2 separate regions of the Mus musculus genome follow, and region 1 is linked to region 2. A link is a contact called in public ChIA-PET data. All regions are on one chromosome and are shown on one strand. Each heading gives the region's core, a stretch centred on a gene start, on an enhancer-like site or on the middle of the called end of the contact. The rest is flanking DNA. Distances are from core to core; before and after follow the strand shown.

Region 1 (3,689 bases), core at 416-2,915, 410 kb before region 2:
GGTTTTAGGTTCTCTGTGACTCTGTTTTACTGTTTGTTCAAAAAAGAAGTCTGTGGAGGTCTGAGTGGCTGTGACCCCTTCTATCCTAACTCAAATGTTTCAGATGGTCTGTGATAGCCCGAGATGGAGGCAAAGAGCCATCCCTGGCTAAGAGGATGTGTGCTCTTCCTACAGAGGCCTGGAAACCTAGATGCTGGGTGTGGGAGAGGAGGAAAGGCATTAGGGGCCTCCATCTGGCAGGAAGGTCCCAGCACTTCTTGATTCTATTTTAACGTCTTACATCCTCAGACTTAATCATCGTCTGCTGTGAAGGCTGGAGAGTTCCCTATGATTTGTCTTTGGCAAGCTTCTGAGTCCAGATATCTCTTTTAAAATGTTAGCATTTCAGAACCGGAAGGGAGACGGAAGGTTACTTGTCATGTTTTTAGATGTGGGTGCTTGGTGAAGCTGACTGCAGCACAGGGTCCCAAGCCCTCTGAAGGTTGTCTCACCGTCCACTCCAACCTCGTCACTGCTTGCCCTCACACACGAGCAGGCACCTTTCCCTGTTCCACTCAACGCACTGGGTTCAGCCAGCACCCTGTGCCAGGTTCACATCACAACAGGGCCCAGACACGGGAGGCATCAGTTGCACCGTTGACTTGCTTCAGGCCCTGTTTTTTGAGGATGGAGGAAAATGTTAGGGGCCCATCCTCGGGCGATGTCTGGTCTTGTTAGTATGATCCACATGAGCCACAGAATCACACAAACCAGTGGTTCCAACACTGCTAATGCATATTAAACAGCATGCAGGCATCACAATGCAGCGTAAGACTGTAGAAGTTATTGGCCTTCCAAACTGTCGTTTTTGTCTACGTGACTGAGGTCCCCTGTTCCAGTCTCACAGAGCCCAAGAACCCCAACAGCTGAAGAAAATGCCCACCCCCATCCCTGCACCCTACACACTTGTTGTGAGCTGGTCTACGTAACAATCATTATCTGGGTAATTCCCATTCACTGTAACCTCTTCGTCAGCCCTAACAGGTGTTGGAGGACTGTGGTCATCGAGGTCCCCTTTACATCTCCCATGGTTCCTGGGCTGATACTAAAGACTTGGGAGCAGGAAACTCCACCATTCTCACTGTTGTTTTGGAACTCCAAAGACAATATTACAATAATACTGTCTTCCCCACCCTTCCCAGCAGAGCCTGTTATCTAACTATACGGCAAAATCTTACCAAGAAAGTGAGTTCAGTCAATCCCATTTAGGGCCAGGTTATTAAACTCTTACTGGTTTGGTGATGTCAGAAGTACCCCCACTTCCTCTTTATAGCCTGCCTTAGAGAGAACACGCACCCATGCTGCTAGTCACTTCTAAAGAGTCACTCAGCGCTCATCCTAACATCTTCCCGGCTTTCTCTAGTATTCAGGGTAATGTTGTCTTCCGGGCTGTCAACCTGCTTCATCTTTTTTAAAGATTAACTTAATGGTTTAAAGAGAAGACAGACATGCCCCCCCCCCACCACCACCACCCATACACACAAATCACAGGTTAGGTGCCTACATTTCAGGAACCCACACACATTGTGTGTGTGGTTAAATCACGTGTCGGGCAAAGTGAGAGTCATTTCAATGCACCCGTCGTTGTTACACAGTGACGTGCTCAAGCCCACGTTATAGCAACAACCTAAATCAGGAGCTTGTCTTGTCTGCATTTGGAACCTGTGGCTTAGGCCTTCTCTCTCAGCAGGATGCACTCGATTCAGTGTCTTTGGTCACTTCCGGACACACTCCCCTAGACGTGTGGGAGGCAGCTTGAGTTGGCACTGGAGAGAGTCACCCAAAGAGAGTAAGGGAGTTGAAAGGTGAATAAAATGAGGATCTGGGTGGAAGAAAGATTTAATGGGCAACCAGAGAGCAGGCATACAGGTCAACCTTACATCCAAGAGAATAAAAGTGAAGACTGTTAGGACATTTTAAAGGATTGTTTACAGACACTTATATTGAGTGCTTCCACCCACTATAGGCAAGACCAACACCAGTGCAAGGCACTCCCTAAACTCATTAGTCACAAATGATGTTTTTGTATGGAGTTTTACAGAAGGAAATTGGTGGGTTTTCTCCCTACAAGAGACATACATATAAGATATAAAGTTTCCACTTTATTTCTTTTAAGCTTTGGCATCTCAATGCGAACTAAGATGGATGCTTAGTCCTCTGCCCTGGCAGCTCTCTGGAGTAGGTGCTATTGTCAACCTCATGTGATATTTAAATAAGGTTCCATGTGGGTCATCTAAGGAGTGGCAAGGTAGCCTCAGGGTGAGATGGCTAACCAATTAAACAATCCTATTACGCTAGTGGCTTGGGTTGTGCCGTCTCTGACGGTTTCACAGGGGTCTTCAAAGACCATCTGAAAATGCAGATGTTGACGTTGCAATTCATAATAGTAGCAAAATTACAACTATGAAGTAGCAACAAAATAAGTTTATGGTTGGGGGTCACCACAACGTGGGGAACTGTATTAAAGGGTTACAACATTAGGAAGTCCGAGAACCACTGTGATAGAGCATCTCCTCAGGAGATGGGAAACAAAAAAGAGGGCTACACAATTCATATCGAAGGCTCTGTGGTGACAGGACAGAAAGAGCCATAGTTTGGGCATCCCACTCCCTGACTTTTTATTTTATTTTATTTTATTTTTTAAAACAAAAAAAAACCCCAAAATTCTAAAGATTTTTAACAATAATTTTAGTTAGTAAATCAGCGGAAGAGATTTCTATTTCTGACTTAATAGTGGCATGTTTTCTATAATGGGCATTATACCAGCTTTTGGCTTGAGTTTGACAGAATCCTTGTTCTCCCACTCTGGATTCGTGTTGGAGTGAAGGATTTGGACTAAGTCATCTTTATGGTTCCCTTCAGCTTTGCTAGTCAGTTGTTTTTCTGATTCTGTGAACAGGCTAAGGGGACAGTCTAGCCATCTAGATGAGGCCCCTTTCAAGAGCTGCGGCTGCCAAATAAATACAGTGGGCTTTGTGGATATGTAGAATAAATGTGTACACATATGCATCCATACAAACTATATTGACATTTTGAAGTGAAAGCACGTTAGGAAAGAGTGGAATTTTAATTTATGGATTGCAAGAGAATTTGCCAGTCAGCATGCAGGCACATGTGCGAGCGACTAAAGAGCCATTTTCAAAAGAATAAGCTGTTTTGAATGCACGTCTTCCTGTATAATAAGTATGAATTTAAAATGGATGGGCACTGGGTGCATCTCTTAGCTTTGCTGTTCTCACGTGCTCTCTCATGGCAACCACGCTGCTCCTTTTTGTATTATGGTCATGTGCTGTTTTGAGGGTGCAAAGGACCCATTTAATCAACTGGAGTGCTGACCGTCCATGCCATGAATGTCCTACTCACTCTGCTCTGGGGCATGGCAGGCCTAGCGACAGTCTTTATCATACGCAGCTCACGGATGTTCTTGTGGAAGAAGAACCTTCTGCTAAGTTACTTGCAAACTGTGTGTGTGCCTGTGTGGTCTGTATGCCTAGCCTAGGGTGTGAGGGACAGACTGAATAATGGCTGAGACCCAGACAGAGAGGCTAGAGAATAAATGGTCTTTTCATTCATTATGTCCCCTCCATGAGTCATCTCAAGAACAATGCATTCAGAGTTGGACAAACCTTTGAAAGATGTCATTTAAAATT
Region 2 (3,682 bases), core at 697-3,196:
TGCACAGCCCAGAACCCCCTCACATGCTCGTCCCAAGTTCCCCTTAGAAACTGACGGAGTCGTGGCTCGGAGCCTTTCCTTGGTTCTTTTTTCACGACTTCCCAAAATGCCGAGTTGGAGGGACCGTGTCAGGGAAGGCAGCACAAGCTTGTGGCTGTTTGATTTGTACCTTATCCAGGCAGCGCTCACTGAAAAGGGAACTGTTTCCGTCACCAAAATGAATATGCCTAACACTCTTTGTTACGAGTGACCTTTTAACTGATGCTTTAAGAATTTAGCCCACAGAAATGCCATCTGGCCCTTGTCACCTGGTACCATTTGTTGCAGACATGATGCCAATGCTGCTGCTTCCTCATCCCCATTTTTGTCTCTTGTCACCCAAAAATGTCCACCATGAATTTCTCTGTAGCTTGCTCTCCTACCTGTGCTAGATTTGTCCTGGTTGGTTTTAGGCCCATTGCACTCTTCAAGTAATCATGTGTGTCTTCTAAGCTCACAAGGACCTTGCTCTTAATACTCTGGGCAGACTAGAACTTGCCATCAGCTGTCACGATGCCCCTGAGTGCTCCACAGATAGGAGGAGCACCCACAGATGCACCCTGTCCAGCAGTAGCGCCATGACAGTCATGGCAAGAGGTGGACTGCAGTGAGTTAAGGCCCTGTCTGTGTGAACTTCCTGTTTCCTTTCTGTGGTCTGCTTTTCCTTGTGTCCCTCCTCTGTGCCTGGTTCTTTATAGAATTGTTAGCCACTTTGTTCTCTAAATGATATTAGCATATGGCAAGGATGGATGACAGTGGTATTTCCTTATTCTTTACAACCACCCAGAGTGAGAAAGTAAACTGTGGGTCTCTCAGCTTCCAGGTGGCAGAGCCAGACCTCAGATGTATTGCCTACTCTATATTCTGTTCCCCGGGCCAGGCCACGCAGCCTCTGGAAATGTTGTCTTCTGTGTAACTTCTGAACCAGTGGAGACATAGCTGTGACTCAGGACGGTGGGAGATGAGGCTGCAAGTCCCAGTTCTTTGCTCAGGCTTCTGTGTTCTGTATTGCAGAATGGCCGTGGCACGGAGAACCATGTTCCAGAGAGGGGATGTGCAGAACAAGCCGTCGGGACTCTGGGGCATGCTGAAGAGCGTTACTGCCTCAGCCCCGGGAAGTGAAAGTATCCTTTACCTTCTTCTTGGCTCTTCTCCTCCACTCTGCACCAGGGGCTGAGTCAGTCCCCTCTAGGGTGCCTGGCTGCATCAGGGCCAGCCAGCACTGGGCTAGGAGGTCCAGTGGGCACGTCATCTTCCCTACACTTGTACCTAACTGCAGAAGCGTTGTCTCTGAGCTGGAGCGAACCTATCAGATCATTCTTTCCATTTCACAGATGAGAAAATAGACCCAGAGAGGTGAAGTCACACGGTGGTTTGTGGCAAGTGTAGGAACAGAACTATGGCCTCAGCTTCATAACTTGTTCCGCTGTGCTGTTCTGTCACCCACAGATGCAAGACCACAAAGCACAGTGACTCCCTACAACAGTGTGGTGGCAAGGTTCCATTCCTAACCCAGTTAATGCCACACAGATTTCAAGCAGCTCCACCCCCCCCCCCCTTAAAAAAAATAAATAAAACAGGGCAACCTGGTTACTGGATTGTTCCTGGCCCTGCTGGTTTGGAGGCTGACTAGTTCCACATAGAGAAAACCAAGCCTGTGTGTTTCTCCCTCTTCTCCCGTCCCCTCCCACAGGCTGTCAGGGCTGAGATGTTCTTCTGTCTCTGTCACCAGTTAAGTCAGTTGGAGAAGGATGCAGGCTATTGTGATGGATCCGGACACCATTCTGACGTGGCTATAGATAAGAATCAGACAGAGAAAGCCAGGTGACTGTGGCAGAGAAAGGAAAAGGAGTCATGGGGGCTGGAGAGACGGCTCAGAGGCTCGGAGAGGGGCCTGCTCTTGCACATGTATCAGGTGACTCATAGGTGCCCCAGTCCTAGGGAGCTGCCTTCTGAGGGCTCCCACACTCGTCTGCATATGCGCCCCCACACATACAGACAATTAACAGCAAAATCCACCCTCTCTTTAGAGAAAACAAGTACCCTGCAGCAGTGCTCTGTCTCCTGTTTCCAGGAAGAGTCTAAGTGACAGGACTGGAAGCATAACCTCTCAAGAGCAGCTCGGCCTGGCTGGTAGCCACTGTTGAGGGGAGGACCTGAAGGGTACTTGCTAATTTCACAAAGGGAGGAAGATTTGAATTACTGGGACTATCTATCTTACTATCTTTATTACTTTAAAATTCTTAAAAACCCAAGTGTAGGTTGGTATCAACAAAGTATGGAGTTTTTAGCTCTCTGAGCTCCTGCTTCTTTAGTGAGGAAATACTGACACTTCTGACTGAGGTATGGAAACTTGGCTAGTATCTGGCAGTGGAAAAGACGGGGCCTTGTGTAGGCAGACAGCACTATGCACGCCTATTAGATGCAGGATGAGATGACATGGAGCAAGTTGTTTAACATTCTGAGCCTCTTTCCTTGTCTGAGAAATGGGTTACAGCTGTCTCATGGGATTGTGGGAGCATAAAATAAGATAGAAAGAAGGCATTGCCTAAAGCCCAGCCCGGTGAGGCTCTGACCACAGTGCTGTGTGTGCTGTTTCCTGGCACAGTATCTATCAGTCAGGTAGCATGAAACTGCTGAATTGTGGGTCATGGCGTATACACCATTTGAGGACTGAATTTGATATTAAAAAAATAAAGCAGAACACTAGCCGTGAGATCATATGTCTGAGCAGCAGCTGGCAGATGCATGTGGGGTGCCCCTTCACCCTGTGTCAGCCTGGGAACACTGCCCTGAAGCAGTGCTGAGGTGGGAATAAAAGATGCAGGCAATTCCCAGCTTCTTCCCTACAAAGCTGAGCAAATCCAACCTTTCTTCCCACTGCTTACTGACACTTTTCTGTGATTTAAACCTTGATGCCCACTTTTTGCCAGATCTGACTCTTATCCAACAGGAAGTGGATGCTTTGGAAGAACTGAGCAGGCAGCTTTTTCTGGAAACAGCTGATCTGTATGCTACAAAGGTACAGAGTGAGGAGACAGCTCTGCTTTACCAACACGGTTGAAGAGAGAATGAGACCTCATGGGCTGGCAGTCCTCTGCGAGCAGGCAGTGCTTCTGTGTAAGCCAAGTGGCGTTAGAAAAGAGGCTTACTGTTTATGAAGTCACTCCTGAGTGTGAATGCCAACCACACCTAGAATGCAGTATGGTTTAAATGCAGACTACCCTAACCTTTTCCGAGTTGTTTAACCTCTGAGACTCAGTCTCCCATCTGGAAGGTGAAGGTTCTACAGCATATTTCATAAGGGTAGTGCAGTACTCTGACTGAAAGTCAGCACTCCGTGCAGGTTGGCCCCTAGTAGCCTCTCTTAATGTTATCATGTATGCTGTATTGACTCAGCCACAGGCATGGGAATGCTTTTATAGAAAATGTCTGCCTTTTACTAAAAACCATGTTTTGTGTTTGGTTTTCTTTAGGAAAGAATTGAATACTCGAAAACATTCAAGGGAAAGTATTTTAATTTCCTGGGTTATTTTTTCTCTATTTACTGTGTCTGGAAAATTTTTATGGTACGTATGTTATAGAATTTTTGTTTATTATTGTTATTATTATTTTATTGGTCATATTAGCATTTACTATATAT

The links. ChIA-PET counts read pairs in DNA pulled down with a chosen protein or histone mark.
Region 1: an RNA polymerase II ChIA-PET map of memory CD8 T cells shows a contact between it and region 2, with 14 read pairs. The contact joins two enhancer-like sites. A contact is called at or near these places in 1 of 115 datasets of contacts at active chromatin or transcription factors (memory CD8 T cells) and 1 of 9 other capture datasets (embryonic stem cells).

The regions. Positions count from the first base shown.
Region 1 is chr3:97,292,502-97,296,190 of GRCm38.p6, reverse strand. It overlaps a transcript of Bcl9 not described here. Among named protein-coding and RNA genes, the nearest start is that of Gm40101, 36 kb to the left of the region's middle. Within about 2 kb of position 1,665, at least 35 of the 459 cell types and tissues checked have an H3K27ac peak or open chromatin away from gene starts, as enhancers often do. A contact at or near this core is called in memory CD8 T cells, where this site is marked.
Region 2 is chr3:96,880,000-96,883,681 of GRCm38.p6, reverse strand. Gpr89 (G protein-coupled receptor 89) reads left to right here. Exons shown (of 14, transcript NM_026229.4): 8 at 1,054-1,163; 9 at 2,973-3,061; 10 at 3,516-3,608. Among named protein-coding and RNA genes, the nearest start is that of Gpr89, 23 kb to the left of the region's middle. Within about 2 kb of position 1,946, at least 43 of the 459 cell types and tissues checked have an H3K27ac peak or open chromatin away from gene starts, as enhancers often do. A contact at or near this core is called in memory CD8 T cells, where this site is marked.